3 separate regions of the Mus musculus genome follow, and all the other regions are linked to region 1. Evidence: chromatin contacts called from public promoter capture Hi-C data. All regions are on one chromosome and are shown on one strand. The core of a region is the stretch at or near the end of the contact, and the rest is flanking DNA. Distances in the headings are between cores, read along the strand shown.

Region 1 (4,229 bases), core at 1,189-3,688:
CAGTGGAATTGAGAAAGAGAGTGCCCCACTTAATTCCTACAGTCACTTATCTACATTTGGTTCTTGTTCTGTGAAACCTTTATTACGAAAATTCACTTAAATAGGATGGAACTATTTTAAGTGACTTTTCAGCAATTTGTGGCTTGAATGGGAGGCCTCAACGTAGGCTGAAATCACTTAGAATCCAAAGGGGGAGGGAAATCCAAGGGTCCTGAAGCTTGGGTGTCACTGGCAGGGATCGGGGACGACCTTGGACCCAAGTCTTCCTTCCACCTGTGGAATGCTGTCTAGGGTCAGCGGACACGGGCTGTGAGAAGTCAAGTTTCAGACTCTGGCTGATAGAGAAAGCCAAGCCTTGAATGGTATCAGTAAGGCAGCTGGAAGTGTCCTGCACCTCCACTGCACTTACTGTGTGGACTCTATGGAGGAAGAGCCTGGTGGCAAGTCCACTCCAACCTTACGCCTCAGGCATAGAAGATGAGCTCTGGAATCTGTCCACCCTGAACTCCAGTCCCATTGGTACTGTCTGAGGAGCACTGGAACTGGAAGGCTACCTTCCCACACTGCACCTCTGTCATTCCTTCTTGCCCAAAGTAGCTGAGCTCACTGCCGTCCAGGACAGCACTGGCAGTGTAGAAGGTGTCCTGCTCCACCTGGACCGGGTGCTCAAACCAGACTGGGAAAGTGTTGCTGGATCCGTCTGAAACAAACTTGGTGAGGTTCTGAGCCAGGACCATCCCTAGCCGCTTGAGTTCAATCTTGACGCTGTACTCAGCCTTCCCAGAGCTGGACCCATACAAGCCCAGCCCAGCAATGAACACCCTTCTGTCCACTGCAAACTGGATGCTGTCACAGCGTCCACGGTACCTCCACTGGTTACTTCGGTAGGCAGAAGACTGGAAGCGGTGGCACCTTTGTGGAGCAAGGCCCTTCCTCTTGGTCAGGGGGAAGTCAAGGAGGGGCTTTTTGGCAGCAGTGTACCAAAGGAAGATGTTGTGGGTCTCTTCTAAGGTCAGGATGTCTGACTGGGCGGCACCATTGGCAAACTCCTCTAAGGTCATAGTTGGAATTCGGACCAGGTAGAGGGCTCTTCCCAAAACATGCCTCTTGTTGTGAGGAGTGACTGGGAGGCCCTGTCTCTTACATTCTGCCTCAGCCCAGTTCAGGACGGCCTCGAAGACCACAGCCTCCTTGGTATTGAGGGCCTCCCTGGTCACAATGATCTCCAGTGTCTGCCGGTCAATTTCACAGAAGCCTTCAGACCTCAGGGCCATTTCAGCTTGTGCATCAATGACTTCCCAGCATCTCTGGGTCAGTTCAGGCTCCTCAAACAGTCGGCTCTGGGACAGCAGGACACAAGCATTTTTGGCTTCCAGACTTGTTTCCAGAAAGTTGACGCAGGCCTTGGCCAGGGCAGGCACGATGTACTTCTTAGCAGCATACAGAGTGGCAAGCACTGTGTCCGCCTCCAGGTCGATCTCATCGCTGTACATGTACCTGCGTAAGGCAGGGGCTCTCCTGGGGAGCTGCAAGGGCTCCCCTGCACAACCTCTGGGGTTGTAGCAAACAGGTAGGGGACCATTGGAAGGTAACCACCCCATCCTTCCAGACCCAGCGCACAGCACTTACTTTAGCAAGACCAAGAAGGCAGCAGGCTCCACATCGGGAATGTGGATTTCTGACTTCACTTCCGCAAGATCCCCGTAGAACATGGCATAGAAGACGGAGCTGCCGACAGCCAAGACATACTGTGGATGAAAGAAAACCACCTGAGCTACAGGGCAGTAAACAAGGTCCAGGGAGACGCACCTAGCCAGGCCCACCAGGGGACAGGGCTGCGCCCTTACCCACCTTGTGGGCGGGCACACGCCTGGCAGCCCCCAGAGCCCCCACGATGAAGTGGACGTCAGCCATCAGCTCGTTGTTGAACATGAGCGCATTCCTGCAAAGGGCAGAGGCACACGGGCTGGAACGGCGCGCGCCCGGGCTCCAGAGCCCGGGGGCGGGCGGCGGCTCACCTCTCGCGCAGCGTAGGATGGAAGGACTGCCAGTTGGGGCTCTCGGGATTGTTGTTGTCTGGCAAGGGCGGCGCGGGCAAGGGCGGCAGCGGGGCGGGTGCCAGGCAGGGCGGGCAGCAAAGCCCGACCTTCGTGCTCTCGGCTGCGCCTGCCGCGTTGCTGTTGGCGATGTCGGTGGCAGTAGCTGCAGAGGGACTGGCGGGCGGGTACAGTTCCGCGGCCATCTTCGCTACTGCCGGGGCGGGCTCCGCACTGGTCGGTGCTGCGCCGCGCGCCTTCGCGCCGCGACGGGGCCTGGGAAACGGCTCTGCGAGCACCAGCAGGGAGGTTAGGCACTGCGCCACCCGCCCATGCAGGCAGGCGAGCGGCAGCAGCATGGGGCCACGCCGGCCCTGCCCGCTACCCACCCGCACCCCACACCCCTCACCGAGCCCGCGGCTCGGCCGCAGGGGGCGCCGTCCCGCCCGTACCCACTGCTGCGGCGCCGGCGTCTCTCGTCACTGTGCGTCAAGACGCGACTCCTCGTTCCAGGGCCCCGCCCCTGGGGGAGGTGTTGAAGCTCCGCCCGGGTGCCCAGGTTTAAGGGCGAGTTGTGGTTGCACCTTCTATCACTCAGAAATGAGATTTTTTTTCCAACAGCTCAGGCTTTGAAAAATCACCTGACCCAGCTAGCTTTTCTTCGTGGAGGAAATGAGTCTCTAACGCAAGGCTTGATCTCCCTTTTTGTGTACAGCTTCTTTAACAGAGCACAAAGTCAAGGGCAGTACACCTGTTATGTCGGAATTTCTTTTTCTGTCATGAGTCTAGACCTCATGTGCCACAGGGTGACCTCAAACTTTCTACATAGACCTTCCTTTCTAAGTTGACTACTCCAATGGGTTACATTTTGTTTGCCAGTTTATCCAACCGTGTATATATCAACTCTATATCCCAGTTGTGCTGACCATAGGGAGGCAATTTTATCCTTTCCAGATCCTAATTGCAATTCTTTGGGTCTTTATCCAGAAGTGAGATGATTGGATAAAATGGTAGCTCTTGATTTCTCATTTTTATTTTATGGATGTGGATGTTTTGCCTGTACCTGGTGTTTGCAAAGGCCAGGAGAGGCTGTTGGATCTCCTAAGACTAGAGATACAGATGGTTGTGAGCTGTGAGCTGTGGGTAGATGGGTGCTGGCTCTTCAGCAAGAGCAATAACCACTCTTAAGCACTGAGTCATATCCAGTGCTTCGTGCTCCCCCCGCCCCTTAGGTTTTGAGACAGGGATTTTCTGTGTAGCGCTGACTGTCCTGGAGCTAGCCTCAGATCTGCCTGCCTGCCTCCTGAGTGCACCATCACTGTCCAGATACAGTTACTTGTTTGAGCAAACTTTGCAATGGCCTTTGTTCGTGCTTGTATTATTTATCAGTCCTCCACAGCGTGCACTGCTCTTTTCCCTCATCCTGGGTAAACCTTGTTATAATGTTCTGGGTTTTATAGAGGCTATGCTAGTGGATATGAGGTGGAATCTTGATTGCTGATGTCAACCTTTCTGTGTTTCTTGGTCATTTGTATATCTTCTTGGAAGAAGTACCTCCATGAGTCGTTTGCCCACTTTCCAATCAGTCTGCTTCTTCACTGCATTGAGCTCAGTCTTTAGGACAGATGCTTTCTCCCTTTTTTGTGGTTGTCTTGACTGGACAGACTCCTTTGCTGCATTGATTCTTTGCAGTCTGAAGTTACTATGTTTGTCTGTTTTTGCTTGTGTTAAATCATTGCTCTGTGTTCTCCATGGTTTTGCTATTGGTGGTGGTTGTTGTTATCTTTTTAATGTGTACACCTTTGGTCTGTTTGGGCAGAGTACTACATGTGACAGTAAACTTTGTTTCCAGCCTGTTTGCTGAAGAGACTGCCCTTACATCTTGTGTCCTCCCCGCCCCCTTTATTTGTTTGCTTTTTTTGAGACGGGGTCTCGATGTGCAGCCCTGACTGTCCTGGAGCTCTCTATGTAGACCAGGCTGGCCTTGAATTCCTAGAGATCCACGTGCCTCTGCCTCCTGGGTGCTGGGATTACAAGCATGAGTCATCAGGCCCGTCTTGGTTTCTTTGTTCTTTAATACACGTGCCATCTTCATAACTTCCACAGACCGTGCAAAAGGATTACTTTGTGAGACAGAGAATTTAAAGTCTATTTAGTAAATGTAGTCTGCTGACGTGTATCCACCTTAGTCCT
Region 2 (4,513 bases), core at 1,369-3,868, 38 kb before region 1:
TCCTCCTACTTGACAAAACGTGATCAAGGCAGTCCTGTCTGCCTCAGGGACAGGCATGCACACAGGAGATTCATAAGAAAACCTTCTCTGCGGTGGCCATGGCAGAGCTGTAGCCAGGTAAAACCTGACAACACCCCGCAGCAGAAATCCAGGTGTTATCACTCTGAGGAGTGTATGCAGCAATCAATGTGCGTCAGCCACCAGCACAGCCGTAGCTCGGGAAAGACAACCAAAGCCAGCAGGGAACCAGGGAACCAGGGAACACAATCCTGATCCTGTCTGCAGCGAGTGCCCAAAGCACAGCACTGCACAGCAAGTGGCCAGAGGGTGTGTGCTGAGGGTGAGTGCTGAGTGCTGAATGCTGAGTGCGAGTGCTGAGAGAGAGTGCTGAGGGTGAGTGCTGAGTGCTGAGGGTGAGTCTGACTGAGTGCTGAATGCTGAGTGCGAGTGCTGAGAGAGAGTGCTGAGGGTGAGTGCTGAGTGCTGAGGGTGAGTCTGACTGAGTGCTGAATGCTGAGTGCGAGTGCTGAGAGAGAGTGCTGAGTGTTGACTGAGTGCTGAGGATGAGTGCTGAAGGTGAGTGCTGACTGAGTGCTGAGGGTGAGTGCTGAGTGCTGACTGAGTGCAGAAGGTGTGTGCTAAGTCCTGAGGGTGAGCACCTCTGGCAGCAGAGCAGAGGAGGACACAGGTCAGAAAACATGCAACACTGTCCTGACACTCTATACTTTAACACACAGAACATCTGCTCCACCTGACCAAGGTCCTCACCCCTCCAGAGAAAGTCTCTGTCCAGCCCAACACCCAGAGCACCCCAACACCTGCTGCTGCTCACCCCTTTCACATCTTCCTCTCTGTGTAAGCCTGTCCTCCACCAGCCTTCCCTGACCCCTACCTTCTCCTGTGGAAAAAGGATCTTCAAGAACACAGACCACAGCAGGCACGGTGCGCATGCCTATAATCCCTGTACACAGGAGGCAGAGGCAGGAGGACTGAGAGCTCAAGGCCACCCTGGGTTACAAAAACAAGTTCAAGGCCATTCATGACTACAAAGCAAAACCCTGTCTCAAAAGAAAAAAAAAATCGTCCACCTTTAAAGGAAATGGCCTCTCTCCCTTTCCTTACTAGGTTTAGGCTCCAGTCTTAGGTGAGTGTGCTACCTGTATCTGCGGTTCTAACTCTAAAAGAAGTTCAAGTGTGTGTTGGGGATGTGGATCACAAGAGCATAGGAGTTCAAACAGCCTCAGTGTTTCTGAAAAAGAAGGAAGGGGGAACAGAAGAGGGAGGGAGAAAGAGAAAGGCTGACTGGTGTATGGGGTGGGGGGCATGGGGACCCTTGGCTCTCATTAAGGGAACTCAGAGACTGCTAAAGGAATTCAAGGGCCAGTGTGAAGTCTCAGGGCAATGCTGTAGAGAGCCAGAATTAAGTGTGGAGATCAGTTCATCTCTCCCTCCCCCCACCCTGCTTTAGGGGCCTGGGAGATGCTCCCACTGAGGCAAAAGCTGACCCTCAGGTCTCAGTCCTCCAGATGCCCCTCAGATCCATCCTTCCTTTCCCAAAGCCACAGACAGACCCAGAGGGCCTTGTGCATTCTAGAAGGGTAAAACCACTATCTAGTGGCCTCTGTACCCCCAACACCACACTCAGAGGCCTGCTGAAAGAACACAGAAAGTTCCCCTTCTCCTTCCTAGCATCTCTCTACTCAGATCCCCCTCCAGGGCACACTGTCCAAGTTCTGTGCCTGGAAGGCTCTTTGGTGATAAGGCCACTTTCCCTGACTCCCCAGAGGGAAGCCTGGAGCGCCCTCAACCTGGTGTCTAGAGTTCCTCTTTTCTCTCACTAGCTGAAGCTCCCGAGTAGGAGCCAAGTCAAGAAATCACAAAAGTTTCAAGCTGGGCACTAGAATGGGAAGCTGTAGTCCACACAGAGATGGGTGGCCACAGTGTCCGCCCAGCGGGTAAATTTTGTCTAACCCTTTCCACGGGGCGAGGAGGAGGTCGCCTACCCAGGGGAGAAAGACCAGGCTTGTGCAACGGCAAAATTAACAGCTCCAAGCAAAGAGTACAACGGTCTCGGGAGCTCTCGTCACAACGCCGGACACAAGGCCGACAGGTGAAGAGAGCGCAGACCTCACCCGCAGGGTAGATGGAGAGGAGACAGCGGCGTGTCCCGGGAGCCTCAGGCCCAGGCCTCTGGGGTGTGACAGTGCCGCTGCACGCCGGAGGAGAGCTGTGGCACTAGCCGAGAGCTCCACCGCCTGAGGTCCGCTGCGCAGCCCGGCCCGGGACGCAGGTGTCAAGGTGCGGGCAGAGCACCGGCCGGGCGAGCCACAGGCCCGCTGCCCCGCCCCGGCCCTCGCCTTGCAGTCACCCGCGCGCGCTCGGGGGCGCGGGGTCCCGGCCCGCAGGCAGGTGCGCGCGGACAAAGCGCAGCACGGGGGCGTACCTGGGCACGCAGCTGGGGCTGGAGCCGTCCACCTCCCAGGTGGCAAACAGGTTCATGGGCACCGGAGTGTTGAGCGCTCCGGGCGCGCCGGGCAGGCCGAGGCGGCCCCGCTCGGCCATGGCGCCGGCCCCGCCGTCCCTCGGCGGCCTGGGGCTGCGCCGGGCCGCGGGAGCGCGGCGGGCGGGCGGGCCGGGCGCGCGGAGGGCGGCGGCGCGGTCACATGGCGCCGGCGGGCGGCGGGAGTCCGGCAGGCCCGCGGGCGGTGTCCAGGCTGCGCCCGCGCCCCGCCCCCTGCCGCACCGCGCCGCCTATTGGTCGACGGGGCAGGGCTCGCGCGGCGCACCCAATCACCGCCCACCGGAAGTGAGGCGCGCGCCCCAGGGCGTCTCCGGCGCCCAGCCGCGGGAGCGAGCGCGCGCGGCGGCGCACAGGCTGTGCCCCTCTCAGGGACTCAGGCGAGCGACGTGATGGCTGCGGGAGTGACCAGGTCTACGAACCCCTCACGCTCCCTGCGGCGGACCGCGGGCCTAGGGACGTGACCATGTATCCCGGTGACTCTCATCCGGTTGCCATCCTGCGTGTCCCCGCACAGGCCCCTAAGGCCTGGCTCTCGCACTCTGTAGGCCCCACCCACCCTTATTCCTTGAGGAGTTTCAGCCACCATCTGTCCTCCCTAGCTGCCCCATCCAGCAACCTCCGCCCATCCAGCCTCCTCCTATATTCAGCAGTGCTTTATTTATTTATTTTTAAGTTTTTCTCAAGAGCATCTCAAATATTTGGTACAGGGTGCATTCTCCCTTGCTCGCAGTGAACTTGGGCCAATAGGAGGGGCGGGTGGCCGATCAGACTGCAGGGCCCAGTAGGCAGGGGATTCCAGGCATGGCCTGGAGAAGGCCGGCTAGGCTCTGGGCCTCAGGAAGAAGCTCTCAGTGGCAGATGTCCCTCCCCCTCTTTTTGGCTGTCTTTGGTCAAAGTCAACAAATTTAGGGAAAAGCTTTTCTGGCATGTCTTGTTTCTTTGTATCCACGGCTTTACACAATTGCCTTTCTCCCGCTAGGTTCCATGTCTTATTATCTTCTAGTAAGCTTATTGAAACAATTCTAACTCAAATCAATCTGACCTGGCTGTCCCTCCTTGCCCTTCAGGTTTACCCAATAGTCCTGTTTTCTGCCTTTCTTCCCAGGAAGGCATTGTGGGGGTGGTCCCTCCTCTGCTATGACACCCCAACCCCTTGCCATCTACATTTGGAGCTCCTCTGCCAGAGGCAGCCTCCTGCTGTAACTCCAGGATGGGAGCTGCAAACAGCTGCAGCTGCTTAAAGCCAGAGTCTGCTTTGAAGAGAACAAGGGGACCTGTGTTTTCCTCATGTTCCTCACTCGCTGGGGTGGTAAAACAAAGTCCAGAGGGTCTGTCAGTCTGTGGCCAGCTGAAATGAATATTGTCTGACATTGCAGCCCTATTGGGGCCAGTAGTAAGGCTTGTACCTAGGAAACCAGAGGCTGTGTTCACCGAGCTTCATCAGCCTTGGTGGACAGGCTGCCTTTGATTGGAAGCAAAAGACAAGCATCCACTGACCTCAGCAATTGGCAGACAGCGCTGGGGACAGACCAAGGGTGCATTTGCAGGCAGAAGAATGGGCTGTCTGATGAGTTGTGTCTGTGTGCGCCAGGCAGGCATTGCAGCCAGGGTCAAGGGAGGAAATAAGAGTGACCAAGCTGTGCATACCGGGGCATGGCACCAGTGGCCTTGGTTGAGCTGTGCCATCTTGTACTGGACACCATTGTAGGTTCTCAATGAATATGACATATATCTGCCCAGCCTCACTTTAGATGGAAGGAAAGTGAGACACATGCTGTCTGCACTTTCTAAGGGAAGGGGGGGGCTGTTAAGGTAGGTCATGGGGACGGGTTAGTGGTGACCAGTGTTTTCCAAGTGACTAGATAGCAGTTTGAATCTGTTTCACCTGTTATTTGGATCTTTGGCCTCTGTATTTGAAAATAATGGCTGTCTCCATTCTCTTTTTGTAAACTGTAGGTCCTAAGACAACTTCCTTAAAAGCCAGGAAATGTG
Region 3 (4,466 bases), core at 81-2,580, 55 kb before region 1:
ATGAGCTCTGTCTCACAAAGGACTAAATCTCAGGCCCCCAAACCTGCTGACCCTATGTTTGTTGGAGGAAAAACTGAAGGGCCTTTTGTTCCAGGCGCAGCCCCCTCATGCATGCCTGGCCACGTGGGAGCTGGGTCTGTGGTGGCAGCTGGCCATTTGTTCTCATGCCCTGTGGGCAGAGAAATACCACATGCCAGCACCCTGGAGGCCAAGCAGGGTGGTGCCTACCCCTGTGTGTGTCCAAGTGTCAGGACTGTATATGCAAGTCTGCCAGTTCTCTTGTTAAAAGGCACAGTGTGACTGACAGTCCTGGGGGAGTAGGTTCTACGAGAGGCTATGGGCTCACTCACTGCACCCTGAGCACCTGCTAACCTCGAGCCAGAAATGTACCTGTGTGGCCTGGGGCAGCTGCCGGCCTCACCGGCTCAGCTCAGTTTTCTCCTCAGTGCCTGGACCTTATCTGGACTTGGTTGCCCCTGGTTAATGAGAAAAGAAGTTCAAGAGTGCTTCCCAATGTCCCCCACTGGCCAGCACTCAGGGCCAGGGCAGCTTCTATAGAAGGCAAGGGTCAGCGGGCCGTAACCAGGCCAGATACCCTCCAACCACTGTGTTACTACATTCCCACCTCACCCCATCAGAGGCCAGCCCCATCAAGGCAGGTGGTGGAGAAGAGGAACAGATAGTACCACTCAGTCCTGGGACCAGGGCAAAGGCGGCAGACAGCACAGTCAACAAGGAGGAGCCATTTGCGTACTCTCTGCTGGGATTGTAGGCAAGCTCCGAAGGGGCTCTGTGGGTGAGGCTAGAACACAGAACTCAAAGTGGGGCTGCATTGGCCATGTGTTCCACCATTCCACCGAGGAGCCACCAGCATCAAATAATTGGGATCCTGCCATCAGGAGGCTGTGCCCTCAGATCAACAGGGCCTGCCTGGATCCTTCAGCTCAGGGACCATCCCATTCTTCTATCACAAGCCAGAAGCCTCAGGTATGCGAGTGTGCTGTGCACATGATGGCTGACAGAAGGGGAGTGTCTCTCCCCTCTACTTCTATCTCCTGTGTCACACACGGGCATGCCATTGTGAGGTTGTGACAGTCTTGATCGTTAGTTTGACTGGACTGAGATGCCTAAGAGATTATTAGAGCACAGTTCTGGAGTGGCCGGTGAGGTCCTTCCAGGGACTACTAGGTCATGAGAGGGCTGGTCTCATCAATGAACCACTGGCAGATACAAAATTGGAAGATTATGGAACTCTGAAAGGAGGAGTCATGGCTGGAGGAAAGAGGTCACCCTGGAGAGTCCATCTTGACGTGGCCCGTCCCTCCCACCCCGCGAGTAGTCTCTACCACACCCTTTGGCCTTTCTGTTCTGCTTCCCCACAGCTCTAAAAGTCAGGAACTGAAACATCTCAAACTTGAAAGCAAGTTTCCTCCTTAAAGATGTTTCTGTCATGTTAACAGCGAGAGTTAACATGGAGACTAGGGCTTCAAACAGGACAGAGGCCAGCCTAGGCTGCAGTTAGCCTTGTGGTGGGGATAGCTGTTTCCTTCCAGACCTCCTGAGAAGGCTTCCCAGGGTTGCGTGGGAAGGCAGGCTCCACAAGCCTCAGCACTCGGCTGATCTATGATCTGGGCCACCTTTTAGGAGGCACTACGGAGGGAGAAAAGACACGTCGCAGGAAGGAAGAGATGTGCAGAGCCCTGCTGTAGGACACTGTAGGGAGCCCTGCCCTGCAACTGGTCATATCAGAGGAAGACAGGCCGGGCTCGGTGTGGGCCAGGCCCAAAGCCACATTCACCTCAAAGTCACCCACAACCTCCACAAGCCAGCATTCATTCAGTGTCGAGGCAGGCAGGGCCTGAGGAGGTTCCCTTCATAGACAGAGGCTGTGAGTGCAGGCATCTGACATGTCCTTCGTGGCAATGTTCATGGGGTACAAGGAACAGCAGGCCTCTGGCCTGAGCAACCATCTTGTCTGCAGCCACAAGAGATGTCTCCAACCAGGAAGGTGAGAGTCTGGGAGCCACCAGCCTGGGAACATCTAGACCTCTAGACTGAAGTGCCAACACCTTTCTCCTGTCCCTCCCACAGCAGTTCATGGGGCAGAGGGTGAAGGGTGGACAACAACGGGAATGCAAGCCAGGTGTGTTGGTACACAACTGTAATCCCAGTACTTAGGACCATCAGGAGTTCAAGGCCAAGCTCACCATATATTCAGTTCCAGGCCAGACCATACTAAGTAACAGCCTGTCTCAAAAACAATCAAAAAGAATGGGACACCCTGTGCTGGGTGTGAATGGATGCTGTTTCCCGTGCCTTCAACCTTGTGGCAGCTACTCTCCAACATCATCTGCCTGGCTATGGAAAACCCCTAAGAGACTAGTATACCTCTAGGTTTGCTATGAGGGTGTGTGAGAGGCACCATAGGCAGTTGGAAGCAGGTGGGACAGGGAAGGAAGAGGAGCGAGCCTGTAGCACAGGAGTGCTCTTTGCTTCCTGTCCGTCACAAGGTAAATAGCTGTGCTCTCCTCTGAAGCTGAGCAAAGTAAACCATTCTCCCCTCAGCCTCATAAACGGCTGTTCTCAGGCTCCTGTGTCACCAAAGGGTCTGACTAACTCAAATGCTCAGCTCTCTAAGGAGTCACCCGAGGCTGCCTGTCCCAGGTGTGTCCCAGACTGCTTTAACAACACCTCCACAGCTGGCTGGCACCAGCTGGGGCAGAACAGTCCAAAGTGACAGTTTGCAGCACAGGGCCTGACCAGCCCTCTCGGCTGACTGTCCTACACCACGGCTTCCAATACAGATCCATACAGGAACACCTCCAACAAGGCAGTACCCCTGGTAAGACAAACCAACACCTCTGGATACAAGGCACTGTGGAGGACACAGTGGAGGTGCCTGGGGTAACAGGTCAGCCTCAAGAGTACCAGCAGGAGTTGAAAAGCAAGGATCGAGGAAGGGTCAGGCGTGTGTCTTCCAGTTGCTTACTGGGGTCATGGGTCAGTAGAGGTAAGGAGCAGCACGAAGGCAACACAATAGTGCACACACTCCAGGCATGCCCTAAAAATAAGATCCTCCTGACCCCACAGAAGAAAGATATTTAGGATGGACACTGTTAAGAATCAGATCTGGGGGGCTGGTGAGATGGCTCAGTGGGTAAGAGCACCCGACTGCTCTTCCGAAGGTCCGAAGTTCAAATCCCAGCAACCATATGGTGGCTCACAACCATCTGCAACGAGATCTGACGCCCTCTTCTGGAGTGTCTGAAGACAGCTACAGTGTACTTACATATAATAAATAAATAAATAAATCTTTAAAAAAAAATCAGATCTGCTTCAACTAGGACGTACGAGGAAGAGTAAGCAGTGAACCACTGTGTAGTAAAAGATTCACACACCAGAATCTCAGACTCCAGGGCCACCTGGGAGAAAATGCAGGACCACGACTTCCCCTGCACCTATCTGAGGCTGAGCCACGGGGATCCCACAATCACTCAGGGCTCAGCTAGGCCCTATGCCTCATCTGCACTTCTTGCCCAGCTGTTACAGCCACAGAGCAGGATCCATACAGTAAGGGCTTCACAGCAAATGTCCAAGCATCCCTTCAGGGAGGCTCCAATACCCAGCTGCCTCCGCAAAACCTCCACTCAGACCACATAAGCAAATCCTGAACGTGGTGGACTGAGCTCGTTAGGGCTTCCCACTCGCTGTGATGATGTCCACAGAGCCAAGAGCCTCACCAACTCAGTTGGCAGAGGCACCTGTGCTCAGGGCTGAAGATTTAGGGAACAATGACCACACTTCTCAAGCAGAGCTCACGGGGGCAGAGGAAACAACTGTCCATGAACAGCTGGGCTCCAGAGCTCGGGTGAGACGTGCGGCCTCACAGACAGATGGCCTGGACTGGGCTTGCTGCTCATGAGGCCTCAAGGGGAGTGACCAAGCAGCTTCCATCCCAGAGGGACTGGGCAGCAAAAGGAAAAATGCTTAAACCAGAACAGGAAAAGCTATGTTCATACACGGCAAACGAGTCCCAAAAGAACAAAAACCAATGCCAGCAGCTAACACTTTGACTGACACATCTCGCTGAGTACCAAGTACAGCCAACCGGGGCTACTGATGGCCCAGTGGCACCTGCAGCACAGATCAGGACAGCGTCCATCTTACTCTCTCCCGTCTGCCCACGAGAATGCAAATAGAGAAAAGTGAAGCAAGGCCTAGAGCTCCCACCTGCGTGACTGCGGCTCCAATGCTTCACATCAGCCCCACATCAGCGAAAGCAGCGATGTCTGTCTCTCTTTATCATCCTTAAAGCAACTAGATCGTGCTGAGAGGGAAACCCATAAGGAACTACTATACCCAATACACAGACATTTTTTACAATTCTGACTTTAATAAAATCAATTTTATTGGGACATCTAGCTCTATTGTCTTCCCTGCATGGAGGGCAATTCACCATCCACAGA

Evidence for each region. Promoter capture Hi-C pulls out the DNA fragments that hold promoters and counts their contacts.
Region 2: a contact with region 1 is called in a promoter capture Hi-C map of macrophages, with 8 read pairs. The contact joins the promoter of Pacs2 here to the promoter of Btbd6 in region 1. A contact is called at or near these places in 12 of 39 promoter capture datasets (3T3-L1-derived adipocytes, the HPC-7 cell line, cranial neural crest and 7 more), 1 of 15 datasets of contacts at CTCF or cohesin (CD8 T cells), 9 of 484 Hi-C or Micro-C datasets (CD4 T cells, CD8 T cells, embryonic stem cells and 4 more), 10 of 115 datasets of contacts at active chromatin or transcription factors (CD8 T cells, the SCID.adh cell line, embryonic stem cells and 5 more) and 3 of 9 other capture datasets (adipose tissue, liver and pancreatic islet).
Region 3: a contact with region 1 is called in a promoter capture Hi-C map of macrophages, with 5 read pairs. The contact joins the enhancer-like site here to the promoter of Btbd6 in region 1. A contact is called at or near these places in 9 of 39 promoter capture datasets (the C10 cell line, the HPC-7 cell line, cranial neural crest and 6 more), 1 of 15 datasets of contacts at CTCF or cohesin (CD8 T cells), 5 of 484 Hi-C or Micro-C datasets (the AtT-20 cell line, the C10 cell line, embryonic stem cells and 1 more), 1 of 115 datasets of contacts at active chromatin or transcription factors (embryonic stem cells) and 3 of 9 other capture datasets (adipose tissue, liver and pancreatic islet).

What each region holds. Positions count from the first base shown.
Region 1 is chr12:112,974,772-112,979,000 of GRCm38.p6, reverse strand. It overlaps Btbd6 (BTB (POZ) domain containing 6), which reads right to left and starts at 2,438. Exons shown (of 4, transcript NM_201646.2): 1 at 2,019-2,438; 2 at 1,852-1,942; 3 at 1,630-1,748; 4 at 61-1,497. The coding sequence starts at 2,395. The coding sequence ends at 465. All of the region lies in intron 5 of Brf1 (BRF1, RNA polymerase III transcription initiation factor 90 kDa subunit), which reads left to right.
Region 2 is chr12:113,012,613-113,017,125 of GRCm38.p6, reverse strand. Pacs2 (phosphofurin acidic cluster sorting protein 2) reads right to left here and starts at 2,618. Exons shown (of 24, transcript NM_001081170.1): 1 at 2,444-2,618. The coding sequence starts at 2,562.
Region 3 is chr12:113,028,500-113,032,965 of GRCm38.p6, reverse strand. All of the region lies in intron 1 of Pacs2 (phosphofurin acidic cluster sorting protein 2), which reads right to left. Among named protein-coding and RNA genes, the nearest start is that of Pacs2, 16 kb to the right of the region's middle. Within about 2 kb of position 1,330, at least 105 of the 459 cell types and tissues checked have an H3K27ac peak or open chromatin away from gene starts, as enhancers often do. A contact at or near this core is called in adipose tissue, liver and macrophages, where this site is marked.